Regions from separate parts of the Oryctolagus cuniculus genome. Here region 1 is linked to region 2. Evidence: chromatin contacts called from public Micro-C data. All regions are on one chromosome and are shown on one strand. Each heading gives the region's core, a stretch centred on a gene start, on an enhancer-like site or on the middle of the called end of the contact. The rest is flanking DNA. Distances are from core to core; before and after follow the strand shown. Region 1 holds the start of SLC26A10P (Solute carrier family 26 member 10). Region 2 holds the start of GLI1 (GLI family zinc finger 1).

Evidence for each region. A called contact is a pair of places that touch in the nucleus more often than the background predicts.
Region 1: a Micro-C map of ear pinna shows a contact between it and region 2, with 4 times the contacts expected there. The contact joins the promoter of SLC26A10P here to the promoter of GLI1 in region 2. A contact is called at or near these places in 2 of 6 Hi-C or Micro-C datasets (ear pinna and an unstated tissue).

Annotation. Positions count from the first base shown.
Region 1 is chr11:60,222,556-60,227,871 of mOryCun1.1, forward strand. It overlaps SLC26A10P (Solute carrier family 26 member 10), which reads left to right and starts at 1,586. Exons shown (of 17, transcript XM_070052504.1): 1 at 1,586-1,940; 2 at 2,363-2,473; 3 at 2,935-3,092; 4 at 3,291-3,455; 5 at 3,661-3,813; 6 at 4,432-4,538; 7 at 4,664-4,811; 8 at 4,895-5,008. The coding sequence starts at 1,607. It overlaps LOC127487429 (a long non-coding RNA gene), which reads right to left and starts at 493. Exons shown (of 3, transcript XR_007914228.2): 1 at 187-493.
Region 2 is chr11:60,085,966-60,091,894 of mOryCun1.1, forward strand. GLI1 (GLI family zinc finger 1) reads left to right here and starts at 1,888. Exons shown (of 11, transcript XM_051832917.2): 1 at 1,888-2,018; 2 at 5,425-5,543. The coding sequence starts at 5,444.

The DNA.
Region 1 (5,316 bases), core at 336-2,835, 140 kb after region 2:
TCAGTCCACCCTGAGGGCTTGCAGCCCCTGGAAAATCGCGGATCCTTGTATTCTGTCCTTTAGCCAGCTCCTCTGCCCTCCCCCAGATCTGCCCCCTGGTCTGTAACACCCCCAGGAAAGCCCAGTGTAGTGTGACCACCCACTCCCTGCACCACCAGATGGCGAAGCACAGGATGCCCAGAGTACCTTTCCTCACGAGGACTCCTCACTCCGCCGAGGGAGGATGGGACGGTGCAGAGGGTCCTGGGCGCTGTGGCCCCTTCCTGGCTCCAGATCTCCTTGTCTTTGCTGTCTGTGAGGCCATCGGTCATGTCATACTGAGCAGGAGAGGTTCTTCAAACCTTAGCGTCGAGTGGGGAACCTATGGGGATCTTCACCCCTCCCAACCTCTGGAACAGAGAGAGCCGGGCGTGCAGAGATCCACGTCCAGATGCCCCGCCTGGGTCTTTGCGCATCCGTGTGTCCACTGTCCGTCTGTCCCCTGGGCTTGGTCACGTGCACTTGGACTTCCTCAGCAGACAATAGACTGCTGGGGTGGGAGGGTGAGGAGAGGCTGGAGCCTCCCTGTGGGCCTGAGGTCCCCCAGGCCGACAATGGGGGGAGGGATCCGTAAGGGGAGGGTGACAGGACGTAGGGCCCAGATAAGACTTCTGGGAAACAATAGGAGGAATTGAAGAGGGGAGACCCACCCTCACTGCACCCCACCCTGGGGCTTTGGGGTCAGGGACTGGGGGACCAGCCGCTGATGGGGAGGGCGCTGAAGATTCTTGTGAGTAGAGGAGGGGATGGTGCAGAGAGCAGGACTCCAGAGAGGAGAGCCTTTGTATTCCTTGAGACCACAGGGGTGCAGAGGCCGGCAGGTGACCCCTCTGTACCTGAGTTAACCACACACCTGTTTCCGATGGCCTACTTTGTGAATAGAACTTGGAGTAATAAGTGTTGCTTTGCTTTTCTTTGGCTCCTAAGAAATAAAGTTTCCTATCAGTCCCTATCAGTGGTGGAGGTCCACTCACTCCTGGCGGCGGTGTGGGGCTGGCGGGCCTCTGCCGCCATCCCTGTCTGATGCACAGAGCTGCTTCCCACCTAGTGGACGGCACTGCTAAGGCAGCAGAGCCCCTTCCGCTTTCTTGGGGCAGGCTGTACCCCGTGAGGATTTGGAAGTGGGTTGGGGATTCCCAGTGGGCACTGAACTTGCTTGCTCCCAGGTGGGTGAGTGCACAGGGGCGGGGAAGGACCAGTGCCGAGAGAGGAGCCAGCCTCCATCTCTGCCCAGAGTGCACATGGGGAGAGCACCCGGAGTGAAGAGGCAGGGGGCAAAGGGCTTGGATCGCACATGGTGGGTGCTGGGTCTTAGGGGGGCTCTCGTCCTTTGGCTCCCCATACCTATCCATCGCCAGCCCCCAGCATCGGGTGGGCCAAAGTTGTGGGAGGAGCCGCCCAGCACTTACAGTGTCCTCTCCACTCCGCAGCCCTGGCCCGGCCTCAGGCCCCAAGAGAGGGCGCCCTCCAGCGCCGGATTGGACCGTGCTTCAGGGAGGCGGGTCTCTAGCAGGCAGGCGGGAGGGCTATTTAAGACCCGGTCAAGCCGGAGCTGGCCAAGGGCAAAATGAGTGGACCACGGGGCGCCAGGACCCGCCCAGGCCTGGGAGAGACCTCCGACCTGAAGTACCCGCTGGGCACCAGGCTCAGGGAACCTCTCACTGAGGTTCGGTTCCAGCAGCTTTTCGGGGGCGCAGAGCAGGAACCCGAGCTCCCGGCAGAGTCCTTCTTGCCCAGGCTCTGGAGGCTGCGGGCCCGCGCTTGCTCCGGGCGGGGGGCGTGGCGCCTGCTGCAGGCACGGCTGCCCCCGCTGCGCTGGCTGCCCTCTTACCGCTGGCGGGCCTGGCTGCTCGGGGATGCCGTGGCCGGAGTGACCGTGGGCGTCGTGCACGTGCCCCAGGGTGAGCGGCTCCGACCCTCGCTTGTCAGAGGCCCAAGCTCTGGAGCGCTTCGGTTGGGGAGCGAGGTGGTGGGTTAGTGGACTGGGGGCTTCGAGAGAAGGACCAGTTCGGGTAAGCACTGCGGAGCCCCAGCAGGTCCCCACCCCCATCGCCCCTCACCTGCGCCCTCCTGCCAGAAGTCTGGGGCCGGTTCCGGCTCAGGGAGCTGGAGAGAGGCAGGGTGCCGGCCCCCCACGACTTGGGCCGACACGGATCTGTGACTGCCTACGTCCCCTCCATGGCCTCCCACGGAGTCCCCTTAACTCCTAAGTTCCCTCACAGCGGCCCGACTTAGCGCCCCCCGGGGCCAGCCTGTAAGAGCGCGAGAAAGGGCAGGTCCTGGAAGCTGGGCACCCCCCACCTCTCCTTCCACTTCTCCCCAGGCATGGCCTTTGCCCTCCTGACCTCCGTGCCCCCAGTGTTCGGACTCTACACGTCTTTCTTCCCCGTCCTTATCTACAGCTTGCTGGGCACTGGGAGACATCTGTCCACGGGTGAGTGACTGGGGACTTCCAGTGACTGCTCTGTGGGGGGAGAATGGACAGCAGTCTGAGACGACCCAGCTCGATTCCTCTCTCCCTCTCAACTTCCCTTCCCTCCGTAGCAGCCCAGCTGGCAAACTGATCTTGGCAATGCTGGCAGGAGGGGCGCAAAGGAGGGCATTTATTAGAACCTGGGCACCCCAGGGAGTTTTGGTTAAAATGAATGCCTCTGGGACTTTCGGAAGGGAAAGATGAGATGCGCTGTCCCCCTCTTCTCCCCCAAGAAGTCCTCGAGGAGTCTGCAGGGGGTGGCAGTTTTGTTGGCAGGTTCACCCCCTCTGTGCTCCCTCCCCGCGGTTCCCTGGCTGCTATGCCAGATCTTGACCCCCCGGTTTCCCCAAGCGCGGCAGATCTTGAGCGTCGCCCTGCGTGGGTATTATGGCAGGTGCTCTGCGTTTGTCGCCCTGCTCCAGGAACCTTTGCGGTCCTCAGCCTCATGACCGGCTCGGTGGTAGAGCGGCTGGTGCCCGAACCCCTGGCGGGGAACCTGAGCGCGGTCGAGCGGGAGCAGCTGGACGCCCAGAGAGTTGGGGCGGCCTCGGCACTGGCCTTCGGGAGCGGGGCGCTGATGGTGAGGGAGGATCTGGGGAGCACTTGGGGAGATCTACACTGGCGGCCCGGGGAGAGGGAAGGCTGTGGTGCAGGGCGCGGGGCCGGGGGGGGGGGGGGGGGGGGGGGGGATGCAGCGGCGCGTGGGGAAGCTGGCGCACTGCCCTCTAGCGGGTCCGCGCCTCCTCGCCCGGGGGAGCGCGCGTCTTCTCGCCCGCAGCTGGCGATGTTCGCGCTGCAGCTCGGCGTCCTGGCCACCTTTCTGTCCGAACCTGTGGTCAAGGCGCTGACCAGCGGGGCCGCGATGCACGTCCTCGTGTCCCAGCTGCCGAGCCTCTTGGGGTTGTCCCTCCCCCGCCAGATCGGCTGCTTCTCTCTCTTCAAGGTGGGGATGGGAGATCAGCGGAGGTTTCCAGCGGTCGCGGGGAAGAGAGAAACACGAAAGGGTGGAGGGTGGCACGTGCTGGGGGCGAGGGGAAGGAGGTGGCACCCCCGTCGGCAGCGGGAACAGAGGGCCTCTCCTGGGTCGGGTGGGTCCTTGCCGGGACGGTCACCCTGGCTGGGGTCCTCGCTCACCGCCCTGCCCGCAGACGCTGGCCGCCGTGCTGATGGCGCTGCCCCGGAGCAGTCCGGCCGAACTGACCATCTCAGCGCTCAGCCTGGCGCTGCTGGTGCCTGTGAAGGAATTGAACGTGAGGTTCCGAGACAGGCTGCCCACCCCGATCCCAGGGGAAGTCGTCATGGTGAGGACGGCCCCGGGGCCGGCTCCCCGCCCCGCACAGACCCCGCCCGTGCTGCGGCCGCCTCCTTGCGGAACGCGGAGAGGTCACGGGCCAGAGGTCATGCTCACATGTGTACTTTCCCAGGCCGCCTCCCCGGACACCTCGACCCTGCAGAATCCCCTCCCCACGCCGTCCCACCTCTCACCGCGTCCTCTCCAGACCTCGTAGGACGCCTTCTTCCTGGCCACAGCGGCCCCTTGCGGTCGCGCCGGGCACAGCACTCCCCCACGACCCTTTTCTGCAATTCCTGGCCTGTCTTCCTTCCCAGGAAGACGGCTCTCTCCCTCGCCGCGACAAAGTCAACGTCCCAGGTCTCCACAGCCAGCTTCCCTACTCAAGATGGCTCAGTTGACCCTGTTGGTAGCCACGACCCCTACAGGAGCCCCTTCATATCCTCTGGCCCATCTCTCCCTGGGCCTTTCCCAGACCCCCCTCAGCTGTAATTCAGCAGTGCATTGCCCTCCCATCTACACCCCGGCTTCCCGAGTGGCCAAGGGGCTCTTGGACCACTGGTCCTGCATCCTGATCCTCTAATGCTCATGCCTGGTAGTTTCTGCCTAGGGTCCCATCTCTCCCCAGGCCCTAATTGGCTCTCTGAACCAGGTGCTTCTGGCCACTGTGCTCTGTTTCACCTCCTCCCTGGACACAAGATACAACGTTCAGATAGTGGGGCTGCTGCCCCAAGGGTGAGAGACCGGCTTTCTCTCCTCTCACCCCATCTCTCCTGTCCTGCCTTATCCCCCCCCCCCTTGCCTTCCCTATCTCCCTGCAGCACCCAACCCATCCTCACCATGTCTCCCTCCTTGTCCAGATTTCCCCAGCCCCACTTCCCCAACCTGGCTGAGCTGCCCAGGACTCTGGCCAACTCGCTGCCCATTGCACTGGTTACTTTTGCCGTGTCCGCCTCCCTGGCCTCCATCTACGCAGACAAGTATTGCTACACCATTGACTCCAACCAGGTGTGACTTTGTGGACCCTGACCTTGTTTAGGAGTCCCCCACCCCCGCCATGCCTCCCTCTTCACCTCATGGCACCCTTCCAGGAGCTCTTGGCGCACGGTGTTTCCAACCTCATTTCCTCCCTCTTCTCTTGCTTCCCCAACTCGGCCACGCTGGCCACGACCAGCCTTCTCGTGGATGCTGGTGGGAATACACAGGTAAGACATAAGACGGCATGCCTGGGTGAGGTGAGGGGAAAGAGTGGGGCCTCCAGGCCAGGGTGGCAGTGGTACGGAAGCAGGTGGGCAATTGGCGGCACCTCTCCAGAGGCAATCCGGGAGGGTGTGGTTGTACACAGGGGAGTTGCAAGGAAACAGGGTTTCAGCCAGACCTTGGTGGGCTCTGAGTATCGACAAAGTTGATGGTGCCCCAGGTGCAGTTCAAAATAAAAATACCAAGCTGTCTAAGGAACTTGAGACGGAATCCGGTTTTTTTTTCCTCCCATGAGGATGTTTTCTTTTAAGAC
Region 2 (5,929 bases), core at 638-3,137:
GGCCAGTGCCATGGCATGGCAGGTCAAAGCTGCCTCCTGCAATGCCAACATCTGATATGGGCACTGGTTTGTGTCTTGGCTACTCCTCTTCTGATTCAGTTCTCTGCTAATGGTCCGGGAAAGCAGTGGAAGATGACCCGAGTGCTTGGGCCCTTGTACCCGGGTGGGAGACCGGGAAGAAGCTCTTAGCTCCTGGCTTCGGATCAGTCCAGCTCTGGCCATTGCAGCCATTTGGGGATTGAACCAGAGGATGGAAGATCTCGCTCTCTTCCTCTCCCTCTCCCTCTCTCTCTCTCTGTAACTCTGCCTTTCAAATAAATAAAGCAATGAAAAGCAAAGAAGAAAAAAAAAGTTCACATCCTATATCTAAGTCCCTGGGTTCAAGTCCCCAGTGAGAGACTTGGATTGCGTTCCCAGCTTGCATTTTGGGAATGAATCAACAACAAAGGTTAGGAGCTCTGGGTCTCTGTCTCTGCCCCTGAAACAAGCTGATAAATGAGTCCTAGGAGAAAGGACACCCGGCTGGGACAGGAGCAAGACTGGAGTCTCTTCCCGGTGACCATTGGTGCGGCCTGAGCGAGCTGGGCAGGCCCTCGACCCTCTGGGTGACACTGTGCGGGAGGCAGGCTGCACGGGACCTCCCCCACCCCCAGTGACTCCTGTGGGGCCCAGACCTCCCCTTGCTTCGCCTGGTCTTCCCCTCCCTGGACCCCCCAACCCGACTGTTAACAGGCCCTCACTCTCAGTCCAAGTAGATGGCTCCTGGACGCAGAGCTAAGGTGTGCCAGGTCTGCCAGGGAGGTCACAGAACCGGGAAGGGAGTCTTCCTCTTCCCCAGGACGAAATAGCTGCCCCCTCCCCGCCATCCGGTCACCACGGCAACACAAACCCAGAGGGACAGGGCACTCCTCCGTCAGGGGGGCACTCCCGCAGGGTGCCAGCAGCCTCTGCCGCTGGGCCCCGCCGCTTCTCTGGGCTCCTAACTGGGCTTTGGGGGAGGCAGCTGTCTGGGCGCGAGCTCCGTGGGTCCTCCCGGTCTCCTCCGCCTCCAAACGCAGAGAGGGTGTCATGTGCAAGCAGGGCCAGCAGAGGGAGCAGGAAGCCTTGGAGAGCGTAAAGAGCGCGGGCGGCAGAGAGGTGCGGAGGTGGCCGCAGCCTGCAGAGGTTCGAGGTGGAGAGGGCGTTTCCTGGGAAAGGTGCTGCAGACCCACGGCTCCTTAGCGACACTGTGGAGGCGCACCTCGCACGCAGAGCCTCGGCCGCTTCTCCTCTCCTTTCTACTCCGTAGACCCCGAAACTTTCTCCAGAGCCCCCCACCAAGCTCCTCAGCTCGGTTTGCCCCAACCCCAACTCTCCCAGAGGATTAGACCTGCAGATAAACCACAGGGTGGCGGGATGCTCAGTTCGCATCCGTCAGTGTGGACGACCCTGCCTCGAACATGATCTTTGCCAGATGAACTTCTCTCTTTTTCCCCCGCCTCGCAATATTTCCCTCGGTCTTTCTGGCTCTGGCTCAGGACCACTTCGTGGACAGCCGATCCGCAGATCCAGACCGGGATTTTCCGCCCACCACCAGCAGCGTGTTCGGGGGGGGGGGGGGGGAGGCAGTATAGGGTCCCTCAAGGGAGGGGGAGGATCCTGGGGGTCCTGGGGGTGCAATAAGCCCGGCACCCCCTCTCTCGCTCCTAGCCACCCCGCCTCACCCTCCAGAACGGCAGGAGGGAGGGAGATAGGAGGGAGGCGAGGGGCGAGCGGGAAGAGAGGCGGCGCGCCAGCGGCTAGAGCGAGGAAAAGTTTTTGCAAAAGGGAAAAAAAAAAGTTTGCGCTTCTCGCGGGTGGTCCCGGCTCGCGGCCCGGCTGGCTGGGCCGGCGGGAGGGCTGGGGGGCCAGGTTGGGGGGTGGGGGTGGCACCGAGGCTGCGCTGCCGTGGCCCTGTCCGCCCCCCCTCCCCACCGCACACCCCCCAGCCCAGACTCCTGCCCTGGACCGCGCATCCCGAGTCCAGCGCCCAGACGGAGGTGAGAAGGGGGGCGGGCGGGGGACCACCTGGGAGCGGTGGGGGAGGGGGATGCTCTGCTTCCGAGGGGTTCACCCCGGCCTGGAGGGAGACCTGGGGTGCAGGGGCAGAATGGGGGTGGGCGAGCCCGGGGTGAGTTGTTAGGAAGTCTGAGGGAATTTTTTTTTCCCGTTTGTATCTCTTCATTCCCTTCTTTTTTTCTTCTGACAGTCTGCGTGTCTCTGTCTCGGGCAACCGTGGGTCTCTTTGTCTCCGCCACTCCCCTGTGTTAGAAACATCTCACTTTCTTGAGGCTGGAGGGGTGGCTGTCCTGGGGTCTGCGGGGTGGAGCGGGAACTCCAGGTAGCATCTTGAGTGCCAGGCATGAGGACGTCGGGGCACCCCAAAGGAGGGCGCTCCAGGTGGGGTGGGCTTAGGTGTGTGTGAGGCAGCAGAACCACGGGGAGCCTGCTGGGCCTGAGCCCCCGACCTGCTGTGACCGATGTGCCTGCAGATGCGGGACGCGAGTGTCTTCCGGACTAGGCCGGGAGCTGGCGGGGCTGCCCAAGGTCTAACTAGGCCTTAGAAAGACCCCAAAGAATTTTGGGCTCCCGAGCCTCTAGGGCTATGGGGCAGGCCGCTTAAGAGGAGCTGGGGAGACCTTTTCTTGACCCTCTGACCTCTGGACCACCGGGGCAGCTGAAGCCAGCCGCCGGGAGACCCCTACTGGGGCTGGGCGGGACCACCGGCCACTGCCAGCCTATATATCCCGCTTGGCCCCCCGCCCAAACGGGAGCTGCGAACCCAAGCCCCTCCTCTGGCTCAGACCACCCTGCCTGCCCTGGCTCCCCGCTCTGAAGCCTCTTTCAGGCCCCTTGACCCCGAAACAATCAACCCTGGGTAGCCAGCTTTGGGGGCAGGATTAGAGAAAGGGGACCCCGTAGTGGCGGAGGACTGAGGGTTTTAGGGGGCTGGCGAGCTAGGGTCTTCCTAGCATAGGCCCGAAAGTTCCAGTGGAGGGCGAAGACCTGGCCGTTTCCCGGGGAGACGCGAAGGCCGGCGTCAGGGTGGTTTTCCCTAGGGGGGCGGGGTCCCGAGACCCCCCCTCATTATCTCCCCGGCATCCCCGCCCGACGCGCAGACCCCGCCCTTGACGTCACTAGGGGGTTCCCGGGGGTCCGAAAGGGTTAACCCTTGGGCTGCCGGGAACCCGAGGTGTTCACACACACACACACACACACACACACACACCTTGTTTTATTTACTCCCACTCTTTCCCCTCCCTATACTCTAAGGATTCTCTTGCTTTGCCACCCCACCACGGGGATCCCCACTCTCCAAAAGTGCTCCCCAGGGCGCCGCTGCCTGCTTTCGGGATGCACGGAGAGGAGGAGGAGGGAAGAATGTGTCCCGCCCCTCATCCCCCCCCCCCCCCACACACACTGTACGGCTCGCTCGACTGGGCTCCCGGGGCGGGCGGGGGAAGCGGAGCCGTCTGCAGCCAGAGCCTGCGGCGGCGACTTGGGTGGGCCGAGGAGGCACGGGGGCGGGGAAGGCGGGACCGGGGAAGGGGGCGGGGCCGGCTCCTGGGAGTTGGGGAGCGGGGGTACGAGGGGGCACTCTGGCAAGCCGGGCTCCGGCGCGGGATCCGGGGAGATCCCCACCCCACCCCACCCCACCCCACCCCGCACCCTCACCCACTCCCAAGTGTCCCGGAGCTGGGAAAGCGGGCGGCGACCTTGTGCTTCCACTAGTGCGAAGGGGAGACGTGGGTGGGCCGCGGCACGCGTGGGCGGGGAGGGATGTCGCCCCGTTTCCAATTGCGCCTGCCTGGCGGCTAGGCGCTGAGGCAGGAGGACCACCGCGTGGGCACGTTTTGGGGAGTCTCGTTGGCGTTGGGGGGGGTTCCTTGACGAGTCCGCCTCCTTTCCCTGGGTGAGTCATAGAGGAAGGAGGCGGGAGACGGGCCCCCCCACCCAGCTGCCAGCCAGCTGTGCCCCCCGCCTCCAACTTGAGTGCCAAGGTCGAGTTGGGAGGTCCCCGGTGCGGGATCCGGGGGTCGGCTGAAGGAGGAGGAGTTAGGAAGGGTACGGCCCTGGTTGCGGGGCTCGGGCCGGGTCTTGGGGTCCGAGTTCCGCTCCCCGTGTTACCCCTCCCTCACCCTAAATCCCAGCATCCCGGGATCACCCACCGCGCCGGCCGGCCCGCTCCTGGTGGCTCTCCACCCCGCCCCGCCCCGCCCCGCCCCACCCTCGCTCCCGGAATCCCGGAAAACCCGGGGTGGAGTATGAACCGGAGTTTGAGGAGAAAAGCAGACAGCAGCACCCGCTTCTTCCTCACTACTTTCGAGTGGCTGATGAGTTTGTTTTTCATTCTCCTTAATGCCTTCCCTCAGAGTTCTTTTCCTGTTCCCCAAAAACCAGACACCGAAAGGCTAAGTGGGCCCAGATCCAAACCACGGCAGGACAATGTCAGCTTCTGTCCTGCATACCTACCAGCCCCGGGAGGCTCCCCCAGAAGCCTGACCTACTCCTACTCACAGTTCTCCACCTAAGAGAGCCCTAGCTCTTCAGTGCTCGCTCCTGACCCCGCCGGCCTGTCTGGACTGTGGCGAGGGCTCCTCCTGCTGGATACTGGGGAGACTGTAGGCTGTCCGTGCGTGGGGGCCAGTGAAGGAAAGGAGGCGAGCCTCCTGGGGCTTAGGTCAGACCCTCCCTAAGTGCCCGCAGCCCAGCCTTCAAAGCTGGCTCCCTGTCAGAGCAAGAAGCAGAGGGCCCACAGCATGAAAATCACCTGGAGCTCGAACAGGCACGATTAGTCCATAACACCCCCTAACCACACATACACACTTATGGGGGTTAACGCTCAGACCCAGTTACCAAAAAGATCTCCAAGACTGCAAGAAGGCCTTTATCCCTTGGGGCATTCACCCTAACCCTGGCCCTGGCAGGAGGATGCTTATATGTTTGTTATTTATTTATTTCACAGACACACACACACACACACACACACAGAGCTTCCATCTGCTGGTTCACTCTCCAAATGCTGGCAAAACTGGAACTGGGCCAAGCCAATGGCAGAAGCTGAGAACTCCATCCACTTCTCCCATGTGGGTGGCAAGGGCCCAACTACTGCAGCCCTCCAGGGTGTACATTAACAGGAAGTGGAATGGGGGCAGAGCTGGGACAGGCAGGACCCAAATCCAGGTGCTCTGACATGGGATCTGGACTGCCCAAGTAGGGGCTTCACTGTTGGCCAAATGCCCACCCCGAGCGGTGCTCTTTTCAACCTGGTTTCCAGGGAAGACGCCTTCGAGGGCCTGGGGGAACAGACAGCCCTGCCCAGGGTCCTGTGCCTGGGATCATGAAGGGACCTTCGCTAATTCCCTCCACCTTCATAACCTGAGGTTCTACCTTTCCCTTCTGCAGTGTCCCTGCCTCCTCCACCATGTTCAACTCGATGACCCCACCGCCAGTCAGTAGCTATGGTGAACCCTGCTGTCTCCGGCCCCTCCCCAGCCAGGGCCCCCCCAGCATGGGGGCAGAAGGTCAGTGCACCTATGCATTTCCCATCTGTAAGCGGCTTTGAGGCTCCATGTCCTACGGGCTTGGCATTTGGGATCAGGTCTTGCCTGGAGTTTCAAGGTGAGGCCTTACATGTCATCCACTCCCACGCCCCCATTCCAGCCATCTGTCTTTTCTAGGACTGTCTGGTCTGCCCTTCTGCCACCAAGCCAACCTCATGTCTGGCCCCCACAGTTATGGGCCAGCCAGAGAGACCAGCAACTGCACCGAGGGTGAGGCCTCAGGCACGTCTTTCCTCTCTGCCCCTCTGGGACTTGTTCTGAAGGAGAAAGTGGGTGGGCAGAGCATCTAACTAGAAGCAGGAGATGTCCAGAGATGTGAGGGCTCAAGGCATCATCAACAGGCCACA